Linked DNA regions of Mus musculus: regions 1 and 3 are each linked to region 2. The links are chromatin contacts, called in public Hi-C maps. All regions are on one chromosome and are shown on one strand. The core of a region is the stretch at or near the end of the contact, and the rest is flanking DNA. Distances in the headings are between cores, read along the strand shown.

What was found. A called contact is a pair of places that touch in the nucleus more often than the background predicts.
Region 1: a contact with region 2 is called in a Hi-C map of the N1E-115 cell line, with 4 times the contacts expected there. The contact joins two enhancer-like sites. A contact is called at or near these places in 1 of 484 Hi-C or Micro-C datasets (the N1E-115 cell line) and 1 of 115 datasets of contacts at active chromatin or transcription factors (differentiating embryonic stem cells).
Region 3: a Hi-C map of the N1E-115 cell line shows a contact between it and region 2, with 4 times the contacts expected there. The contact joins two enhancer-like sites. A contact is called at or near these places in 2 of 39 promoter capture datasets (both in liver), 1 of 15 datasets of contacts at CTCF or cohesin (embryonic stem cells), 19 of 484 Hi-C or Micro-C datasets (the G1E-ER4 cell line, the N1E-115 cell line, cardiomyocytes and 5 more), 1 of 115 datasets of contacts at active chromatin or transcription factors (embryonic stem cells) and 1 of 9 other capture datasets (embryonic stem cells).

Annotation. Positions count from the first base shown.
Region 1 is chr12:29,354,800-29,358,818 of GRCm38.p6, reverse strand. No RefSeq gene overlaps it. Among named protein-coding and RNA genes, the nearest start is that of Gm31650, 83 kb to the left of the region's middle. Within about 2 kb of position 1,613, at least 43 of the 459 cell types and tissues checked have an H3K27ac peak or open chromatin away from gene starts, as enhancers often do. A contact at or near this core is called in the N1E-115 cell line, where this site is marked.
Region 2 is chr12:29,047,736-29,051,573 of GRCm38.p6, reverse strand. No RefSeq gene overlaps it. Among named protein-coding and RNA genes, the nearest start is that of Gm31333, 92 kb to the left of the region's middle. Within about 2 kb of position 2,238, at least 63 of the 459 cell types and tissues checked have an H3K27ac peak or open chromatin away from gene starts, as enhancers often do. A contact at or near this core is called in the N1E-115 cell line and cerebellum, where this site is marked.
Region 3 is chr12:28,587,039-28,591,169 of GRCm38.p6, reverse strand. No RefSeq gene overlaps it. Among named protein-coding and RNA genes, the nearest start is that of Allc, 6.6 kb to the right of the region's middle. Within about 2 kb of position 1,664, at least 93 of the 459 cell types and tissues checked have an H3K27ac peak or open chromatin away from gene starts, as enhancers often do. A contact at or near this core is called in the N1E-115 cell line and cerebellum, where this site is marked.

The sequences.
Region 1 (4,019 bases), core at 364-2,863, 310 kb before region 2:
ATAAGGACCCAAGGAAAGAATTCGCCTCAACTGTGAATCACGACTTACATATAAGGGACCAGTGTCTGAGTCTCTGGTGCCCCAGCCAAGGCTTTGCACATGCCTGCAGGCTGCCATGCATGTGTGTAAGGGACTCAGATCTGAGTCCCTCTCTGTGTAAATGTGAATGTAGCCTGATAGATTCCAGCCCAGTACTTCAGAAAGAGATAGGCCACAGGGGTCGCAAGGCACCAGGATCACATGCTGAAGATATACATTTCACCGGGAACTAATATTTTCTTCCATCTCCTCTTTCAAGATCCCCAAACAGAAATATTTCAGAAAGGAAATAAAAAACGGCAGCACACTTCCTTTACTGATGAACTGCAGTGCCCATGGGATTCCTGGAAACACACACTCACGGTGACAGCCGTTATCAAACCGGCTCTGGGCCGCATCTTCCTGAAATTTATTAGAAAAATAATTAGAAGCCCTGTGTGTCTGGGCTACAGCCACAGGGTCAGCAGTGTCCTCATCCTCTAAAGTCATGACCCTGCACTGTGGCTGGCCCAGTGATCTGCCTAGACTCTTCATTAACTCTGAAGAGAATCAAAGTGCTAATGCCAAATGGCTTGTCTGGAGAAGAAACTGCATCCAGGGCTATCTCTAGTAATCACTCCACAGAAACAGATAGATGGACAGTACTCACGGAGCAGGCCGTGCCCCTACCTTAGTGATCCCTGGAGGCTTGCTCCCAAGAGAAGGGTGGGGTGTGTCCAAGGCGCTAGTCCCAGGAATTCCTATGCTGTGGTGCTTCTCCTGAGAAGACCTCTTTCTGGTGAAGTACATCCAAGCACAAGCTGTCAGACCAGTCAGTACTGCCCAGCTGGGATCTCAGTCAGAGAAGACAGCTTCCTCTCTGGGGAGTATTACAGGACAGCTGACCCCAGCTGGGCAGAGAGGAACTGCCCTGAAGAAGGTGACTTCTTTGTGACCCATTGTGGCTCAAGGGACAAACATCAGGGTTTCTGGAAAACTTGAGATTGATGCAGAACTCCAGCCTCCCTCCCCTTTCTCAGAAGGATAGAGGAGAGTCTACACCTTGGTAGGGCCCCAGAGCTGCCTGTGCATTGGAGCTTAGGGAGCCTCGGACTGGAAGGTGTTGCTGCCTAATGGTGGGAGAGGCTAGATGCTTGCAGGTCCATTTGCCCTTTGGTTTCTGTGTTCTTTTGTCCAGCATTTAGAAATATTGGTGCTGCTTTCTTTCTTTCTCTTTCTTTCTTTCTTTCTTTCTTTCTTTCTTTCTTTCTTTCTTTCTTTCTTTCTTTCTTTCTTTCTTTCTCTTTTTAATCTTTTTTAAAAAAATCAATGTCACCTTGATGGAAAGTTCACCCTGTACCACCCTGGATTCTGAGGGTGGTGTGGGAGGAGGCATCGTGTTCCCCTCTACTCGGGTATTTCTAGTGCCTCTGCTCTGAAATAGCTGAACTCCCTCTGTGCAAATTGCAGGTACCGAGCAGCAGCAAGCCTGGTGCTGGGCGGCCTTTCCTTCGCAGGCTTCAGCCTGTAGAGGGAGGAGGCTTTCAGCAGAGGGAAGAGGCGCTGCTCTTTGTCCTTGGAGGAGGAGGGTGGGTCTGAGCTGCTGCCCCCTGTCAGCCTCCTTCTCCTGCTGTCTGGTCCACCAACTGGGGCAGGGCACTGTGAGGATAATGAATGAGCAGCCTGCGGCCATTTGGGGCTAAGCTGGAGGAGAACTGTGCCCAGACCAACAGGGACGGCCTTTCTTCTTAGAAGAAGGGCCTGAGGCATTTCTGTAGCTGCCTTCACAGACTTTGCTTTCTCAGCCCCACAAGCCGACAGGCTCAATCTCAAAGCCGCCATCCTGAAGGCACACTGTCCCTCAAAAGCCAGCTCCATTGCCCACCCCCCACCCCCACAGACACACACCCTGTCTGAGGCAGTGTGCTTAAGAGGAGCACAGCCTGCCTGCTAGTGTCTGCCTCTGCAGGGGCTGTGGCCACAAAGCCAGCCAGCATGACCTTGGGAGTCACGTAGACCTGGATTTGAGTCCTGCCTCTCAGACTTGTTATTAGACCTCTCAAGTATGTGCATTTGGGGGGGGGGGGGTGCCTTCCGTTTGTTCTTTGTTTGTTGTCTCACCTATTTTATTTGATTAAAAAAAAAGATAAATGAAAGCCGGGAGTGAGGTCTGGACTAAGCAAAGGTGAGGACTTGAGTTCAGGTAGAGCTGGATATGAAAATGATAGCAATCCCAGCAGTCCAATCACAGATGAGAGGCAGAGGAAAGAGGATCTTAGCAGGCTCCTGAAGCAGCACTGAGCACTAGGAAAGCTTGTCTCAAAGTGAGAGGTGAAGACTTGAAGCTGACCGACCCCTGTAAACACTCTGTGCTCATAGATGGCCAACCACACACACATACACACACACACACACACACACACACACACACACACACATAGATACACAGAGAGAGTCGCGGACACACACATACACAGGCAAACATATGCAGAGACATGCACAAACACATGCAGAGACACACACATGCAGAGACACACACATGCAGAGACACACACTCAGACATACACACATAGACAAACACACACAGACAAACAGATACAGAGACATACACAGACACAGACATATACACACACACACATATGCACACATATACATACACACCATGATTTTTTTTTTTAAAGTCAGGTGCTGTTCCACATGTTCTTAATCATAGGATGGGGATGTGGAGGCAAATGGGGCTGGAGTTCAAATTCAAAGCCATCCTCAGTCAACACTAAACAGATGCCCCCACGGCTAATCTTCTCTTATTAAGACTTGCCTTGGCCAAGAAGACACCAACAGCACAAAGTCAAAGAACCATAAGATTGTGGCATAGGTGTGGAGGCCAGCTAAGGGGGTATAGGAGTGTCCATATTGTGTGCGTATGTGCGTGTGCATGTGTGTGTGTGTGTGTGTTTCACTGCCTTCCTGGCAGGGTTATGGGAGAAGGACTGGGGTGTGTGACAGCACAGCATAGCAGACCTCTCTTGTTCAAGAAGACTCAGGGGTCCATCCAGCAGGACCCCTCAGAGTTCTATCATTCATATATGATTTTAACCCAAACTCCTTGCCTGAAAAGTCTAAAAATCCCACTGAGAATAAGAAAACAGAGATGTTGATATTTTAATGATCTTCTGGAATTTCCAATGAATGAATAAATGTGATTAGCAATCAATCCTCAGGAATGGAGGAATGATACAGAGGAAAGAGTCTCCTGGGGTTCCACAGCCTAGAGACACCCTACACCTCCCTTATGACACTGCTTTGACAGCAAGGGAAACTGCCTCTACAGCCCCTCACCAGGGGTTGACATGTGTCCTGGACACCAGCAATTCCTGCCATAAACAGCAGATCCTCAGAGCCCTGTCACCTCGTTAGACTGAAAAACGACAGAGTACTAAATATGCATTCCTAACGTTCCCTTCTCAAGTACACACATACTCATACGCGCCAGCACACAGACTCAGGGTTTATATCACCTGCTTAGTACATGTGTGCCGAGTAGATGTCCTTTGTAAGCTTTAATTTTCAACTTCACAGAACCTAGATTCACCTGAAGGAAGAGCTTCAACTGAGGAATTTCCTGCATCAAACTGACCTGTCGGCATGTCTGGGGGAAAGGGGGTCGTCTTGATTATTCATTGACAAATGAGAGGGCCAAGCCCATTGAGTGGCATTATTGCACTCCCTGGGAGGGTGGCCCTGGGCTGGATAAGAAAACTAGCTGTGTTCTTCCACTGATTGCTGCTTCAAGCCACACACACACACCTACACTCTCCCCCCCCCCCCCCCCCCCCGCTTGCGTTCCTGCTCTGACTTCCTACAGTGATGGACTGTGACCCGGAAGTGTGAGCAGAATGAATCCTTTCCTCCCCTGAGTTGCTTTCGGTCAAGGCAGCAGAGAGCAACTAGAACAATAGAAGACAGGCTTTGACCCCTACATGAGCAACTCGTCTTTTGAG
Region 2 (3,838 bases), core at 989-3,488:
TATTCCTCGGTTTGCTTTCTTCTATTTGCACGACATGAAGATGTCAGCAAACCTTCCCTCTGACCATTGGCGTTTTAAATTTTTCTTTACTTAGAACTGTACCCATCAAATAAAACAACATACGTGAAAGACACAATCATACACTATCAAGATTCATGTTCCTGTGCCTTTAGTGCAGCTCTGTCTTGCTTTTAAACAAAGGACCTCACAATTTTATTTTGCACATGGCCCTGAAAAGTATGTGGGAAACCTGCTTCTAAATCCTCTAGGAGTACATCCAGCCATTTCAAACCAAATCTCTGTGCTTCCTTCTCGGTAACTACCTCCAGTTGCTGGGCACATGGATCTCTCCCAGATAACTGACTGGGCCTGAGGCCTCTTCCTCCAGGGTGTGAACTCTTTGTCTCCTGCTGCTCCAGTTGGGAGGCTCCAAAGTCTTCAGGTCAGAGAAGCACAGCTCCTGACACCTCAGCAGGGAACAGTACCAGTATCTCCCGCAGACGGATTGGCCATGCCCAGCCTGATTAGATTGGCCAAATGCTTTAAACATCAAACGAACTGACCCTTGACATGAGACCGGTTGATTTATTACTCTGCTTCTGCAGCTGACAACAAACAGGGAGAGCTTGGCTCTGTCTGGTCATTTTTCAAGCTCTTTGCACAGGAGTGGCACCTATATCCTCTAACACATTACTGCAGACAGCCCTGCTAGAATACTAAGAGGCTCCTATTGAGATATTTTCTTTTAAGGGGCTCGAAAGAAGAGTCTAATTGAGGGAACTGAGAATGTCTGTTGTGTGTGCATGTCCGGTAGCGGTGCTGAGTTATTAAGCCCAACCAAGCCGGAGGAGTTCAGGGTGCTAGAGGGAGACATCTGTCAAGGTCACCTTGTTCTCTGACTCCTGGCCCAGGCTGGGTGACACTCCAAACTACCCTAGTGCACACTGCAGCAGACTGTGTTTTACCCCAGTGAAAACAGCAGTAAGTAGCTGCCTTGGTTTCTCAGGGCTGGAGCCAATTCTATCTTGGGTGGTTTCTAAGTATCTATATCCTTAAACGGGTCTAACGCAGGTTTTGTGTTACAGAGTACATTTATCTATCAACTGTATAAGGAAATCAGAAAGGTGAGGAAACATATTTATGTTCACAACCAGAGAGAGGAACTATTCACCTGTGCTTTGGGACTTTGTACCTCCAGGTAATGATATGGTCATTATCTTCACCCTCCACAGACCAAAACCCTGGGCTTGGGGGATGCAAGCTAAGTTCTGTGTGGCCAGAATGTATGTTAGTTTCTAAGTCTGGGTTGCAGTGACAAGAGCTCTAAGACATTGGTCTCCTTGTGCCTTTTGGATGGAGCTGCTCACGAAGAAAGCCACTCAACTCCTAGAGCCTAAAAGCACAGAGTCAAACATGTCTGCTGACCCAGACACTGTTGGGAGAATCTTGGCAACAAGGGCTGTCAGAGAGCTAAAGCAGCCATCACATCCAGGAAGCTGAGAGCATGAGCCTTCCTGCTGACAGAGCCACCTCAGGTCTCCTGGCTCTGCACATTTTTCCTCTAATCCATTTTGCCATTGTCCACTGTGGCATGGGTGAACCCCTCCCTCTGGAGGAAAATCTAAATCTCATGTACTGGGGATACAGTCACAGATGCAGCACCAGGCTCTGATACATGCTCTCCTAGAGGGATGCAGGAAGGTTTTGCTAAGTGGCCTCTTCATAACTTTTATTCCTTCATAAACCAGTCCAGGGCCTTTAAAAAAAAAAAACAGCAAACAAAAGCCTTTTGCCCTGAGATAGAAAGCCTAATAACATACAACACTCCCGGGAAGTTGATGGGAAAGTCGTAACAAGGACATATTGCAGAGTTTAATTAAAATTTTAGGTCTATTTAGGCATTTTAAATAAGTAGCAATTTCCCAGCTTTGGGAAAGGAGTAATAAAGTAAGAGAGGTGGGGGGAGAATGGCAGAAATGCTCCCATAAAGTCCCTCATCATTTAAGTGGCACACTCTGCAAGAAAGAGGGCTGCTCAGCTTCGAGGAGGCAGCCACACCATGTGTGAGGTGAAAAGGCCTCCTCTGCGGACAGACTGTGGCTCTGCAGAGAGGAAAGAGCAGAGGCTGTCCCCTGGAGGTCCTGTCAGGCCCTCCCAGAATGCTCTTGAGTGAAGCCCATGGTTGGCCAGCTCCACCCACACGCTCAGAGCTGCAGGGCTGATTGCTGGCCTGTCATTCTTAATCATGAGCAGATGGTCAAGCAACGCCAGACATCTGAGAACCACTTCTAACAAGGAAGCCAGTGACCAGAACAATCCGATGGGAACAAAAGCAATTTGCAGGAAGCAGAGACTAGACAGGAAAAGAGGAACGTGAGAGGGAGGGCCCACTAAAGAGGCCACATTCACGCTGCAGGAATGAAGGGCTAACAAAGAATGCTTACAAAGGGAAAACGATGTGCCGCTCAGAAATAAAACCCAAGGAGGTAGATTTCTGACCACAGTGAGACAGAGAACACTAGATGTGTTCAACCTCGCAATGCAGCCAGAGAAGGGAACCTACACTTTACCAAACCACACCTGCACTTGGACCCCAAAGAGAGCCAGGGTCACAGTACAGGTGATTTTCTGAAATAAGGAGATGGGGGGGGGGTGGGGCACAGTGCTCACTTACGGCAGGATACATAGATGCCAACTCACATGAAAATTTGAACCAATTTCTAGGAGAGGGTTATGAGGTAGTTGTGGTGATCTGCGGTCCTTTAAGACAAAAGAAATGCACACAAGAAATCCCCAGATGCTCCTAAATTGCTAGGTCATCCCAGGAGGAGAACCAGCACTGCTGCTGTGGGGAAGGCATGAAGTACCACAGACACTGCTGCTGTGGGGAAGGCATGAAGCACCACAGACGCTGCTGCTGTGGGGAAGGCATGAAGTACCACAGACGCTGCTGCTGTGGGGAAGGCATGAAGTACCACAGACACTGCTGCTGTGGGGAAGGCATGAAGCACCACAGACGCTGCTGCTGTGGGGAAGGCATGAAGCACCACAGACGCTGCTGCTGTGGGGAAGGCATGAAGTACCACAGACGCTGCTGCTGTGGGGAAGGCATGAAGTACCACAGACGCTGCTGCTGTGGGGAAGGCATGAAGTACCACAGACGCTGCTGCTGTGGGGAAGGCATGAAGTACCACAGACGCTGCTGCTGTGGGGAAGGCATGAAGTACCACAGACACTGCTGCTGTGGGGAAGGCATGAAGCACCACAGACACTGCTGCTGTGGAGAAGGCATGAGTACCACAGACACTGCTGCTGTGGGGAAGGCATGAGTACCACAGACACTGCTGCTGTGGGGAAGGCATGAAGTACCACAGACGCTGCTGCTGTGGGGAAGGCATGAAGTACCACAGACACTGCTGCTGTGGGGAAGGCATGAAGTACCACAGACGCTGCTGCTGTGGGGAAGGCATGAAGTACCACAGACGCTGCTGCTGTGGGGAAGGCATGAAGCACCACAGACGCTGCTGCTGTGGGGAAGGCATGAAGTACCACAGACGCTGCTGCTGTGGGGAAGGCATGAAGTACCACAGACACTGCTGCTGTGGGGAAGGCATGAAGTACCACAGACACTGCTGCTATGGGGAAGGCATGAGTACCACAGACACTGCTGCTGTGGGGAAAGCATGAAGTACCACAGACACTGCTGCTGTGGGGAAGGCATGAAGTACCACAGACACTGCTGCTGTGGGGAAGGCATGAAGCACCACAGACAGAAAGAAACTTTATAGTCTCGGTAACACGGGAAACCCTATAACTGTGAGAGGCAAGGATGACACAT
Region 3 (4,131 bases), core at 415-2,914, 460 kb after region 2:
CTGGCTTCTCTGAGGGTTGACATTCTAGACTGGGCTTTGGGGACTCCTGGGACTTCTTCTTACATGCTATTTCCACAGATTCATGCTACAGACAGGGCTGCACTTGTATCCAGTCTCCTCATCATGTGGACGTGCCGGACATTATCTGAAGGAGAAACCAACCAGGAAGTTGGGCTCCACCGTTATGATTTTGATGGTCAGCTCTCAGTTCAAGCCTGGAAGCTTTCTGCAGGGGAGGCAAGAGAGGGTCTACTGAAGGAGGAGCAAGTCAGGGTGAGGGTGCCAGGGAGCATTCATGGGTGGTCTAGCCTCATCCCTTACAAGTCTGCCTCTCAGCGGTCAGTGTGGCGAACAGCATCCTTCTGCATCTTCCCTCTTAGGGGTGGAGTTAGCTGTCGAGTGGCTGGGCTGCCTTCAACGTGCTTGAGTAACATCTTGACATATATGGCAGTCAAATGGGAAAGAGACTCTACCCGGGTCCAGTTAAGCATCCACAGTGTGTGAGACTGCTCTGCTCCAGGTCGGGGTGGGGGATGGGCATGTCTTCGGACCCAGATGGCCCTGGAGAGCACTGAGGAGGTGTCTACATCTCCCTGCTCACCCGTGGCATCTGCTGCCCGTGGAATCTCTCCCTTGCCTCGTGTCCACTTATCCTGGAGGCGAGGGTGAGCCTTGGAGTCTTCTGTGTGAGAGTGCTGCCGTATAACCGGGTAGAGGGTCATCAGGGACGCCCTCTAGCCTAGTTCTCAGTGCTCCGGGGGCTGCCTGAGGGAATTTTTTATCTTCCTGTACAGTGGGATCTGTCTGCCCTCCCTTCTCTCCTCCCCTTCCCTTCTCCAACATGAACGCCTTGACCTCTTGAAGTCAACTTGAGCGAGCAGCTGTATGTTCACAGCAACTGGCCCAGCCATGTCCCAAGCTGGGATGAGACATTTACATGCATATTTTGCATTACAATTCATAACAGTAGCAAAATTACAGTTATGAAGTAACAACAAAATAATTTTACGAATGTAAGTCACCACAACATGAGGAACTGAATTAAAGGGTTGCAGCACTAGGAAGGTTGCGAACCATTGCTCTAGGATGTCTTACAAACTTACTCTCATACCTAGGCTTGCATCGGCATTAATACCTAACTGGAACGGAAGGTGAACCAGAGCTCTGCTCTGCTCTGCACCTTATGGGAGATTAGAAGTACCAGGCACCTTGTAGTTTCCTCTGTTAAGCTCCATTTAGGCAAATTTGTGTTAATATAAAACATAGCAACGGCGTTCTAGCCATTGTTTATACCTGGTACATTTACATTACGGTGACTGCTTTGAAGCAGATCAGGTTAGGTACAAACACCTGGGCGCGGAGCCAGACCTCCGTCCTGAATTCCCTTCCCGAGATTCAGGAGGGAACCTCAGTTCAGACCGGGGGCGGGTGGGGGCGGGGCTGGCTGCGCAGCAGGGCTGTGGCGGCTCAGGCGAGAGCTGAGATTCATTAGGTGCCGCAGTGAGGCGTGACCGGAAAGCTGGCGTGGGTGTCCTCTTTAGAATCCTCTGAGGAGTACAGGCTGAGATAAGATGAGCAAAGAGACAGCCTCGGGCCGTGGGTCAGGGATGTCAATGCATGGTGCCACACTGCCACCCAGTGGGAAAGATAGAGAAAGCCAGAGAGGTTTGCCCAGCTGGAGGAGTGCCGGGGCACTAGCAAATAGTCTCTGGTCGGTCGGTAGGTCTGTCTGTCCGCCTGTCTGTCTCTCTTTCTCTCTCTTGTGCATGTGTTCAAGAACGAGGGAGTATGACAGGGAAAAAAAAGGGAGAGGGAGAGTCAGTAAGAGAGAAAGGGAGAGGAGAGGGAGAGAGGCAGAACAAAGGAGGGCAGAGCAGTGGGGAAGGAGAACTCTAGGCTAGGAAGGGAGGCCAAGGCCATGGTGCCCTTCTTCAGAAAATGGCTCCATCCATACCTATCTCTGTGGTTTTCCACCCTCAAGAGACCACTGGAGTGTGTTTGCACAAGCCTAGTGGCCATTTAGGCAGAGCGAATGTAAAGCTAGTTAGGAACGCCCTGGCCATGGCTGTAGGTGGAGGGATGTGGCATGTCTAGATTCCATGGCCAGCACCTTGAAGTCCCAGTGCAAAGGTTCACCCAGGCTGGTGGAAAAGATCCTGGGAGAGATGGATGTAGGGTACTTCTGCTCTGTCGGGCTCAGCTCTATCATTTCTCTCACGGGCAGCCATTCACCTGGCCGTTCCAGCTGATCAGGCTCTCCTCTCTAGCCTACATGTCACACAGTGACTGAAGGATGTCTGGGAACCCTGAGAGCAAATTCTGTTATTGTGTGCCCACAGGGGAATGTGGCCGGGAGGAAGCTGAGCCCTGCGCTCTCCTAGTTTGCTTCTCCGTGGCTGTGATAACACCACCACCAGAATCAGCTTGAGGAAGAAAGGGTTTATTTGGCTCACAGGCCACACAGTTCATCATGAAGGGGAGATAGGGCTCAAGCAGGAACCTGGAGGCTGGGACTGAAGCAGAAGCCATGGAGGGATGCTGCTTCCTGGCTTGCCCCGCGACTTGCTCAGCCTGCTTCCTTACAGAACACAAGACCGCCTGCTCAGGGTGGCACTACCCAAAGTGAGCGGGTCCCTCCCACATCAATCACACATCAAGAAAACACCCCACAGACTTGCCTATGTGCAAATGTGATAGGGGCAACTCCTCAACTGAAATCTCAGGAAATTCTAGCTGGGGTCCAGTTAAAAACACAAGCAGACAGCTAACCACTGACCCAGTCAACAGGTTCAACCCAACTCACTTAAACAGACCTATTCCAAAGCGGATGCTACTTAAGCTGTAAGTAGAAAGATCAGTTTGGTAAATTCACACAGAAATAAATTGCTGGGAAGCCACAGGAACAACCTGATGCACCGGTTATGGAAGGAACAAAACCCATGAATCACATTGCATACATTGCGTGCAGATCTGTGTGGGTTCCTTGGCTACTGTGGCTGTGGATGCTGTTGCCAGGCTGCTGAGACTGTTGCCATGGAAGCTGGCTTACTGATGTGCCTGTACATCACTGCTTTCCCACACAGAGCCTGCAGGCAAATCTGTGTGTCTCCGTACCTGGGGTCAGGGCCACATGTGATGCACAGATTGTGCACCGCACAAGTCCAAAACAAAACAAAACAAAACAAAACAAAAAAACCCCGTCAGCCTGTGTGCATCTGTGCTCTGCTCTGGAGACAGAGGTCCTGGAAAAGCATGCATTTATCCAGTTTCTGTTTTGGAAGGAAAGTCCCTAAGTGGGATGGTGGCAACTATACACCCAATAATCATGTATAGATTTTACTGTGTAATATCACTCCTACATCTTTTCTTCCTTCCTTCCTTCCTTCCTTCCTTCCTTCCTTCCTTCCTTCCTTCCTTCCTTCCTTCCTTCCTTCCTTCCTTCCTTCCTTCCCTCCCTCCCTCCCTCCCTCCCTCCCTCCCTCCCTCCCTCCCTCCCTCCTTCCTTCCTTCCTTCCTTCCTTCCTTCCTTCCTTCCTCCCTTCCTACCTTCCTTCCTGTATTCTGTGTGTGTGTGTGTGTGTGTGTGTGTGTGTGTGTGTGTAAAGTAACCTCAGGTGTTATTCCCTAGGTGCTGTTTACCTTGTTTTTTGAGCCAGTCTCTCATTTGCCTACAGTTGCTAGGCTGATTACAAGTACCACCACACTTGGCTTTGAAAAAAAACAAGATTTAAAGAGTTCATGTATATGGATGTGTGCCCGATTGTCTGCAGCACCGCATGTGTGCAGGTGTCTATGGAAACCAGAAGAGCATGCCAGATCCTCTAGACCTGGGATTATAGGTGATTGTGAGCTGTTTGATATGGATTCTAGAATCAAACCTGGGTCCTCTGCAAGAGTAGCCAGGACTCTTAGCCAATGAGGCATCTCTCTAGTTATTGGATTAAAAAGCAAGGAGGTTCTAGAGGCTTGAACCCATGTCCTCATGCTTGCAAAGCAAGGATTTTACTGAATGAGTCATTGCTTGGGTCCCTGTAGTGACTTTAAACATGAACCATTTAAATTGTGAACCATCTAAATTATGATTTTTTTGTGGGCCAAGGGTTGGGATGGAGGTCAGCAGTGTTGTCTTAG